Linked DNA regions of Mus musculus: region 2 is linked to region 1. A link is a contact called in public promoter capture Hi-C data. All regions are on one chromosome and are shown on one strand. Each heading gives the region's core, a stretch centred on a gene start, on an enhancer-like site or on the middle of the called end of the contact. The rest is flanking DNA. Distances are from core to core; before and after follow the strand shown.

The links. Promoter capture Hi-C pulls out the DNA fragments that hold promoters and counts their contacts.
Region 2: a contact with region 1 is called in a promoter capture Hi-C map of pre-B cells, with 5 times the contacts expected there. The contact joins the promoter of Ints6l here to the promoter of Rtl8a in region 1. A contact is called at or near these places in 2 of 39 promoter capture datasets (liver and pre-B cells) and 1 of 115 datasets of contacts at active chromatin or transcription factors (astrocytes).

What each region holds. Positions count from the first base shown.
Region 1 is chrX:53,641,161-53,646,287 of GRCm38.p6, reverse strand. Rtl8a (retrotransposon Gag like 8A) reads left to right here and starts at 2,525. Exons shown (of 1, transcript NM_024170.2): 1 at 2,525-3,800. The coding sequence starts at 2,667. The coding sequence ends at 3,008.
Region 2 is chrX:56,451,130-56,456,256 of GRCm38.p6, reverse strand. Ints6l (integrator complex subunit 6 like) reads right to left here and starts at 1,418. Exons shown (of 17, transcript NM_172779.4): 1 at 941-1,418; 2 at 731-808. The coding sequence starts at 1,051.

The sequences.
Region 1 (5,127 bases), core at 1,276-3,775:
GATTAGAAGAAGTGGTGGTGAAATCACAGGGGCTGGCCAAATGATTTGGAGGAGGCTGGATCTTGATTTGAGAGGCAGCGCTGAGATTTTCCAAGGAGCTCCACCCAGGGTGGGGGGTGGGTGTGGCGAAGAGCTGGGAAGGAGTCTAGGAAATGAGTCGTGTAAATAGGAAGTCCCAGATCTGCACATTTATAGATTCTCCCCAACACACCCTTCCCTGTATATCCGTGAGCTTGCGCCTTAAGTATTTCTTCATGGAAACTCAGCTTTGGCTGCCAGATGAATTAGATACTGTGAACATGTTTTCCTTCTCCATATGTCCCTTAGCAAGAGAAATATTGGCTCCCTGACTGCAGATCTGGTAGTTTTGCAGCATCACTAGGAACGACCTAAATATTTGGAAACAATATAAAGCAGATACTCAAAGAGTACTTACCGCACAGAAGCTGTTATAGCTAAAGAGAGATAAATGTCAAGAAAGCTACAAAATGCTTATATGTGCTCTCCTGCAATTCTGTGAACTGTTGCTCTGTGAAGAGTCAGTTTCCAACAATACAGCTTGATTCTTTGTAGCTAGTAGGAGAAAATGTGATTTTGCTTACTTCTTCCATATTTTATTGCTAAGTTATAGGTCACAGTTCTCACCCACACTCCAAAATATAATTGTCGCACACCCTGATTTCTTGTAGTGTACCTCAAGAATGTGAAGGGGTTTTCAGTGTTTTAATTTGTAGGGTTGGAGAGCTAACCGAGAGCCGGGGGTGTTAGGTTATGGTGCTACTAGAGATACTTTAAAAAAGAAAATGGAGACAGAGTTTCATGTGGCCCAGGTTAGGCTTGAATTCACTGTGTAGCCAAAGTTTTCAGTTAATGCCCAATGGTTCTCCAAGGGCAGGAGATTACCACACACAATTTATATAGGGGTCAAGCTCATGACCTTGTATATATAAGGGCAGGGAAACTATCAACTGAGCTATATTTAAGCTCAGCATTTGCATATATATTATATATTATATATTGTATTTATATTGTTATTGTATATGTATGTATAGTATGTTGGAGGACAGGCATACACGTGGGGAGCTTGTAGGGGTCAAAGCACTTTTACTTAAGTCATTTCACTGACCCAGCATTTGCTTTGGTTGAGATAGTCTAATTATGTAATCTGGCCTTGTCTCTACCTGAAGTTGCTTCAGCTTTTATTTCTTCTCAGTGGAGTACCAGGTAAAACCCATCATGCCTGCTACAAGCTCAATTTATCAAGGAAAAATCAGTAAGAAATAAGTCTTTATACAAAGGAATATAGAATAACTTTGCCCCAGAGTTACCTGTGTCCTAATCCTCAGAAAAGGGGCATATAATGCAAGTAGGAATTAAAATTATAGAACTATAGGTTAAAAAAAATCAAATGAATTTTAAAAAGATAATCCTGGATGATCTAACCACAAGAACTCATGATACTAGAAGGAGATTGAAGAAGCTTATTATGTTATGGTCTGTAATTTATAGAGCAAGAAAATGTCTCAGTTTATGCAACCACAATGAACTGAGTTATGCCAACTTGAAAATGAACAGGGAAGGGCTTATCCTTTAAGGATCCATAATGGAACATCCCTTCCCAATACTGTTTTACTCTCCTAAAAGCCATACCAAAGCTTGGCATGGAAACTCACACCTGGAATCCCAGAACTTGGGAGGGTGAGGCAGGACTACTGAAAGTACAAGCCTGGGACACAAGGAAAGATGCTACTTCAAAAATAAATCAATAAATAATAAAATATAGATACCAGGAACAAACTTCCACAGCACACAGAGACATAGCTTTTCAGTGATGTGCCAAGTAAAAGTCAGCAATTTTAATTATAAGGCATCATCACATAGATTAAGTTATACTGAGGAACATATTAGAAAACCATTGAGGAAAATTTCCAAAAACAATGTGTCAAGGGCTGGGCTGTTTGAAGGAACCCATAAGGTAAAACAGCATAAGATGGGAATACTCACAATAGAGTAAATTAATTCCAGATATATGCATGCTCTCCAAAACAGTAGAATCAGTTGTGATCTTAATGCAAAGTTCCAAGGTACACTCCCCTAGGGAAACTAAGGCCATCCTGTGATCGCCCCTACACACCACAAAGCAGGGAACTAGACAATGAACTAAAGGGTCTTAAGCAAGCCAGGAAAGCCCTTCGAGTTATAGTCGCTGCAATTTTTCCTCATCTGAAACAAGGGTTCCATTCTGTAGACAGAGTGACCTTAAATCATGATAATCCTCCTACCCCAGCCTCTGAAATGCTGGGATTACAGAATGAGAGACCACATTGGCCCCACACTACCTTGGTGAAAGTCTTGGGCACAAATTACTTTGCTCCACTAACCCTATTAATGCTTCTCTTGGACTGGCGCCTGAAATAGCTCACAACCCTGTGGGCTGAGATCACTATAGATCTAAAGTTGGCCCAATGTCCCGCTCAAAGGCCACGCCCCCTTCCCGAGACCTTGGGCACGCCTCTTCTCCTACGCACTTCCGGCGACGCCTTTGTAATTGACAATCTCTGTGCTCTGCAGATCCAGCAAAGCACAGCTGACCCCATCAAGAGTCCGGAGAGCCTCCAGCCAGCCCGGCCACCAAGCGACTAGATCAGCCCAGAGAGCGCAGCGTCATGGAAGGCCAAGGCAAGGTAAAGAGGCCGAAGGCCTACATGCTCAGGCACAACAGGCGGCGCCGTCGGCGGAACCCCATCCCGTTTCCAGAGCTGTTTGATGGCGAGATGGACAAGCTCCCGGAGTTCATCGTGCAGACCGGCTCCTACATGTTGGTGGACGACAGGACCTTCGACACCGACGAGCTCAAGGTGACGTTCCTCATCACCCGCCTCAAGGGCCGGGCCCTGCAGTGGGTGATCCCCTACATCAAGATCGACAGCCCCCTGCTCAATGATTACAACGGCTTCCTGAATGAGATGAAGCGGGTGTTCGGGTGGGAGGAGGATGAGGACTTCTAGGCCTCTGGCAAGCCTGGCCTGGGGTTGGGGCTCCGGGAGGGTGGGCTGCTGCTGTGTTGTCCTGTGGCTGCAGCCGGGGTCGCCGAGTGCGCCCTCCCCCCGGGCCCCCCTCCTACCCCGAGAACTCCCCCACCTCCCGCGCCCGCCCTGCCTGGAGATCTCGCATGCGCGCGCCCCTGTCTCCTCCTGTGTCCTAGCCTTTGTTCCAGGAATAGCTCCCCAGGCCCCTGCTGCTGTCCCTGCTGGGCCTGGCTCTGGAGAGCACAAGGCCTCCCACTGTTGACAGCTCAGCCCATCCCTGGCAGGTTTGGACACTGTCCCAGGCTCCAGCTGCAAGATGGGCTCCTGTCACCTAATGGACAGATCACCTGCCACCTGATGGACATGTCATGCTGTCCACTGCTTTCTATCTGGTGGACAGACTGCAAGCTTCTGCCCATAAGGCCTGTGCTGACGCTGCCATTTCAAGCCCCTGCACAACCCATCTGTGGACTGGCTGCTGCCCTTAACTGATCCGGACTCACCTGGGAGGTACCTGGGCTGCCCACGGCCCATGGACATTGATTCACCTTCAGCGGGACCCTTCCCCTCCCTGCTCCCAGAAACCTGCTGTCTCCCATTTTGTCTTGTGGACTAGCTGGTTTTCCTGAGAAACCAGCTTGCAGCTCTTTCTCTGATGTGTATGCCTTTTCCAACACAGTAGCCCCTGTGCTCTTTCCTTCTTGTCTGCTCTACCTGTACAGAAGCCTTTTCCTCACGTTGAATAAACATCAGATGCTATTTAAAAGGAAATGGAGTCTTACTTAGTATAGCATCCTACCACCCCTCCCCACAACCTTAACCCCTGCAGGTGTCTGTAGGTGGGGTCCATGTTCAAGAGGTGGTGATTGTGCCCTGCTATTCAGTCACTTATGTTACTCTCTAAGGTAAAATCTGTTTGTGATACTGCTTAAAGCCACAACGTAAATCTTTAATTCAGATCAGGGTAGAGCAATGTGATTTTTATGATCCAGAGGATTTCTTAGAAAAGACTCCTGAGTTCAAAAACAAAGTTAGCATGGAATTCCCTAGTTAGTGTTAAGCACAAATACCACTTTGCTGTCAGTGAATGTATATCAAAGTTATTTAACATGTCACTCGGGGAACTCATAGAAAGAATATGTTTTTTTTTTTTAAAAAGCATTTATAGAATCCTAATTATATAGGCAATGAGAAAAATACATAATGGAATTGTGAATTTCAGCCCAAATTGGTTGATAATCTGCAGATGATGAAGATATATAGTACATTCCTGAGGTAGACATGGTGTTATACATCTTTAATTCCAGCCCTTTAGGAGGACAAGTTCAAGGTTTACCTGAGCTATATATTTGGATATTGTCTTAAGAAATTAAAATAAGCATGCAGAAGACCTGTACAAGTTTAAACCAGACAAGTAGTCTGTCACAGAGTAGTGGAAGTATACACAAAATTCCACTCCAATCAAGAACCCATTTTCAATTGATTCATTCTTGAAATGGTAAAATCAAGTGTTCACCAATGGAGAGTCACTAAGTTTAGCAAGCACACTCCAGGATAGGTTCATGCTCCCAAACAGTTGGGAGAAGGAGAGAAAGGAGCTGGAAGGAGCTGAATGAGGGGCAGCAATAGGACTATTCTTGATTCTAATGATTTCAAAGTGGGTTTCTAGGGCAGTATTGTGTTTGAGGTTAAGAGATGTAATTAACTTTTCAGTCTAGGTTTTGGAGATTTTTCCAGAATATGAGATAGAGAATCAAAACTTATATTTCTTAACTATTCTTTTGTTTTCATGGGAAAAGGTAAGCTTTTGATGTTTGTCTTAGTTCATTTTGTACAGCATATTACATATTGAGTAACTTATAAAATGTTACTTTATTGGGGTTGGAGAGATGGCTCAGTAGTTAAGGGCACTGACTGCTCTTCCACAGGACCTGGGTTCAGTTCCCAGAACCCACATGGCAGTCTCCAGCCATCTGTTACTTCAGATCTGATGCATTCTAATACCCCCATGGGCGCTGCAGGCATATGGTACACAAACAATGTGCTGCATACAAAACATCCATGCACATAAAATAAAAATAGAATGAAAAACTTATCA
Region 2 (5,127 bases), core at 169-2,668, 2.8 Mb before region 1:
GCTAAGGTAACTGAGAGCTGGGCTCAACCTGACTGAGCGTGCAGGGTCTGGGAGCTGCATAGGCTAAGCAGTTCCGAGCTAGTGGTGGCACAGGAGGGGCGGGGGCCAGAGCCTCGAATGCAAAGGAGCTGCTCTGGGAGGCCAGCGCTAGTGCAGCCCGGCATTTGGCAGGAAGAGGAGGGGAAGATGCGGTGAAGGAGAAACGGACCGGAGCGGGAGGAGGGAGAGGAAGCCCAGGCGGGGCGGGCCGAGGGATGGAAGGAGGGACCAGAGGAGGAGCTCGGGCGGCAGCAAAGCCCGCGCGGGGCTAAGAGAACATCGGGGCGGAGTCCCAGGCGAAGGGGCCGCAGCCTCACCATGGGCCTCGAGCCCTCCTTCCTCGGCCTCCTCCCCTCCCTCCTTTCCATCTCAGCAGCGCCCTCACCCTGCCTCTGGCTGCCTCATACAAAAGCAAAATGTCCGCCATCTTCGGAGGCGATTGCTGCAGCCGTGCTAGGAACTCGGCCCTCCAGTGCCTTCTCTACACCGGCTGCTCATCTCCGGGCCCCTCTCTGCGACCCCCGACCGCCGCCACCCGCCCTGCTCCTCCTGCCCTTCGGCGCTCCTCACTGCAGCCCGTCCCGCAGGGCGACGCAGGATCGCCACGGGTGGAGGCAAAAGGGATCAGCAGCCCCAGGCTAGTGGACGCGCACGCTCTTCCCGCCCACCGCTCCCCCGCTGGCCTGTTTACCTTGATGCAGTAGGGAGGCTCATCGTAGGTGACCAGCATGTACCTGTCTCCGCGGCTGGCTGGGTCCCGGGCGCGCAGCTGCGGGGCGAGGGATGACGGGGGGGTCGCGTAGGAAACGAGGGGAAGCGATACAAACGTTACAGAAGCACCTCAGTCCAACCCACCCATCCCACAGAAGCGACCCCTTCATCTCCTTTCCCCTCCTTTTACCTTCAAGAATAACTCCACAGCGCCTTTAGCAATGTCCAAATAGGAGGTGCCCAGGTCAGTGCGCTGGTTCATGGAGGCGGACGTATCTATGAGGAACAGCAGGATGGGCATCTTCCACTACACCCCTGGTTCTGGTCCCCACTCTCCCAGTCCCTTTTCCCTCAATGCCACGTATGGCTACCCAAATCCTGAACTCTCGCAGAGCCAGGGAGCAAGAGGAAAAGTGGGAAACGGGATGGGATAGATGGGACCGCTCCTGGCCTCTTTCTGCAGCCCCAACTCCTCTCCCTCCAAGGGAACTTGAAAGTGTGAGTGTGTCGGTCTCCGGGCCGTCTCTCTTCCCCTCTTCTGCCACCACTACTGCCCGCCGCCGCTGCCGCTGCCAGGACTACTGCCTAAGCATCCGTCCACGCTCACTAGAGCGCTCGCCCCAGACTGAGAGCCCTCTCTGTTCACTGACACAACTTCTGTCTGCTCACCTACCATCAGCACCATGTGACTAGAACACACGCCATTGGCTGCCAATTATGTTTAATTTACATATTCATTAGATGACTGGGTAAAGGGAGGGACTTGGGCCAAGCTTGAGGGTTGTAGTTTGGAACCCATGCTGGAGGTAAGGGGCGGGGGAGTAAAGGACCTTCTTCAAGCTCAGATTCTCCTTTAAAGGATTTAGAAGCCTTTAGGGTAATTTGTTTGGTCGTTTGGATGGATTTTCTTTCGTGCTTCAAAGATGGTAATTCGAAAGGAAAGGAGAATTGGGCAACAGTTGCATAGAAACAGATGTTTAGGCAGGCTTCACACAAAACATAACTACAATCAATCAATCCTGCCAGTGGCTAAGACCAAAACATTTCAGTAGCAGCAAACTTCTTTCCTAGCCAGACTTGCTCAAATTCCCTTAGATTAGTCCCTCTTCCTGATCAGTGTTTACATGTCGTTTTCTTGGTTGGTTCAGCTACTTAAAAAGGAAGCTGCCGCGGAAACGTTACCCTAAGCTGTCCTTTTGTAAGGACAGGCTCTCTCAGGCTTTGAAACATTGACCAGCCTGTGATACTTAAACTCCTGTGGGGACTGTGCGGCCTTTATCCATGGCTGATATCCTGCTTCAACTCAGGTTCATTGAACGTCCACAAAAGTGCTAGGCACCTGAAGTAGGCGTTCAATCATTGAAATATGTAGGGTCGATGGTACTGAAATTTAATTTTCAGTAGAGGGAAGTTGCCAATGCTGGCTCCATGTAAGTACTTGGTAACTGGTCAACTATACTTGGCTTTCCACTGCATATGACTCAATTTTTAAACTTGTATCTCAGGCTGGTCCTGAACTCCTCAGCATATCCTACAAGCGTGTGCTATGCCAACTACTGTGACATTATTTTTAATATAGAGTATGAGGTAGTGTTGCAGCATAGGAGTACGATGTTTGCCCAGCTCCTGTGAGGCGCTGAGTTTGAGTCTCCTACAACACTGATGATGGCGATAATGATGATAATGATACAGAGTATTTCTAGCAATGTGCTGTACACAAGTTAGACTCTTGAGCTTCAATGAGTATACAATTTTAATACAATGTGAAGATCACATATATATCTGCAAATGTTTTCTATATTGTTTGTAGATATCCTGTGTATATGTTCTACATGATTGATATATATTATGTTTTCTCAGAAATAAGACCAAAAATGGTGATGCAAGTAAAAACAGCGAGGCAGCACTTGCCTGTGGTCTAGAAGTTCAGAAGATTTCATGGGCAAAGAACAAGGTGTAAAAGAGGGAATCTGGCTTAGGAGGAATGGTGTGAACAAGAGTCCGCCAGAGACCACTCTATGTGTGATGAAGACCAGCTTACTGAAATATATAGAATGACTTGGGAATTAAAGATGGAAAGACATCAAACTTCCCCATTTCTGTCTTAAATATTAGTGGTGAAGGGGCTAGGAGCATTGGTCTTTGGATAGGAGTACTCACTGCTCTTGCAGAAGACACTGAGTTTGGTTCCTAGCACTCACTTAGAAGGCGTCAAACTTCCTGGAAATCCAGGTCCAGGGGATCCAATGCCTTCTGGCCTCTGTGGGTACTATGAACATGTGCACAAACCCACAGATAGACACACAAATGCATATAATTAAAAATAAAAATAAATCATTAAATATTACTGAAGAAAGATCGTATATGCATGGACTAAATAAAAGTTTATGACCAATGGGTACCTGTGTGGTAGTTTTTTGTATTGCTTTGTAGCAAATTATCACAAATTCAGCAGCTTAGCACGTACTTAAATGTTATCTCCTGCTCTGATTAGCTGGATTCCCTGCTCCATCTCACAAAGCTGTGGTCAGGGAAATGGCTAGGCCACATTTTTCATCTGGGAGCTCAACTGGGAAAGAATCAGCTCGGTAAAGCTCAGGAAGGCTGCTGGCAGAATTTATCTCATTGTGACTGTATGTGAAAAGGCTGAGAGCCACCCACAGATCTGCTTGCTGCTAATGTCCTCTGCCACACAAGCCTCTCCATCACCTGTTCACGATGCAGCTGTTTCTTTAGGGCCAGCAGGGAAAGCTCTCTCTCCAATCTGCTGATACAGAGCCTTAGATAATGTAACATAATCACGACAGTGACATCCATTACCTTTGTAATATTCTATTGACTAGAAGCAAGTCAGAGGTCCCAACCATACTTAAGGGAGAGGGATTATACAGCACGGGTACAGAACCCTAGGGCCCAAATGAGAATCCTGTACAACTTTAGGGGCTTATGGGGGAGGAGCATTACCTAGAAACCAGTTTTGCCTAATTTATAATTTTCACTAAAGTCCGTTGTTGTTGTTGTTATGACACTCTTATCTAGCCAAATAACTGCATTGGGCTGGTTTATTATCTTTTGTTTGAACAGAAGTGCCCAGGAGGACTTTATGTTCTGTTATCACGTTCTTTATTTATTCATAATGGTCACTAGCTCACAAATGATATTTTAAGATGACTTTTAAAAATCTTCTTTAGGGTCTGGAGAGATGACTCAGTGGTGAGAATTTCCGCTGCTCTTGCAGCGGACCTGAGTTCAGTCTCTAGCCCTCATCTCAGGCTTATAACCACCTGTAACTCTAGCTCCGGGGGATCTGGTGTCTCATGAACCCACATGCAGAAATACACACATAAAAACAATCCAGGGTGGGGAGGGGGGAGTCTTGCAAGATCTCTGATACTTTTCTCCCAACTTTGCTTACACCTTACTTTTACAATCAGGAAAGAATCTCTCTTTCAAATAACACATGCTGAGTCTTACAAAAAACAGCCCCGAAGGTGACTTGCCAGCATTAACAAAGCACAAACAGCTTCAGTTGCACAATTCTCTAAAGTGGAGGACTCGCAGGTCCCACAAGGTAAGATTTTTCCCCCCTGGTAGGCCTTATAATGGATCCGTTTTCCTCCAAACAAGCCATGTTATTTATTCTTTTTGGCATACGTTCGAGTGTAACCTCAGTGACGTAAACTTAACATCTGAAAAAATGTCCACATCTCATTATAAAATGCAAAACTGACGATATAAAAAAAAAAAGTCGCAACTTGGAAGATTCATATACTTACTCAGATAAAGCCAAAAACCCCAACTGGCTTTTTCCATATGAGCTCCATTACGGTACACTGTACAAAGCCCTGTGCCATACATCAATGCTAAGACCCTTTCTGTGCCTCTCTCTGCTACAGACCATCTACTCCTGTGTTGAAGTCTTAAGTGGATTGGATTGACTTGTCCTTCGTACTAGAGTGTAAGAACTTTGTGGAAGCACTCAAAGTCTATGACTGATGCCTAGTGCAAAGTACTTGCTCAATAAATGTCTGTTAAAAGGAAATTATGAAGTTCATAATGGTTTCCATTCTTTCCTTATCTTCTCAAGTGCTTGGGCATTGTGTCGAATATCCTTTCCCAAGGCTATCCAGCCCAGTATCATTGTACCCTCCCCACCATCCTCCACTTGAGGATAGCAGGTCCTTTTCTCTGTCCTTGTAGATCCAGGACCTTCTGGATCTGGGCCCCAGTAGGCCTCTCCAGACCAATTGGCAGCCTTCTTTACATTGCTTACAAAGTTGTTATATAGCACAGTGCTTGTCTCCTTCACTCAAATCTTTCCTACTATTCCTCAGTCTTAGTTTGCTTTCATTGCTGGACTTCTGGCAAGTAAGTGGA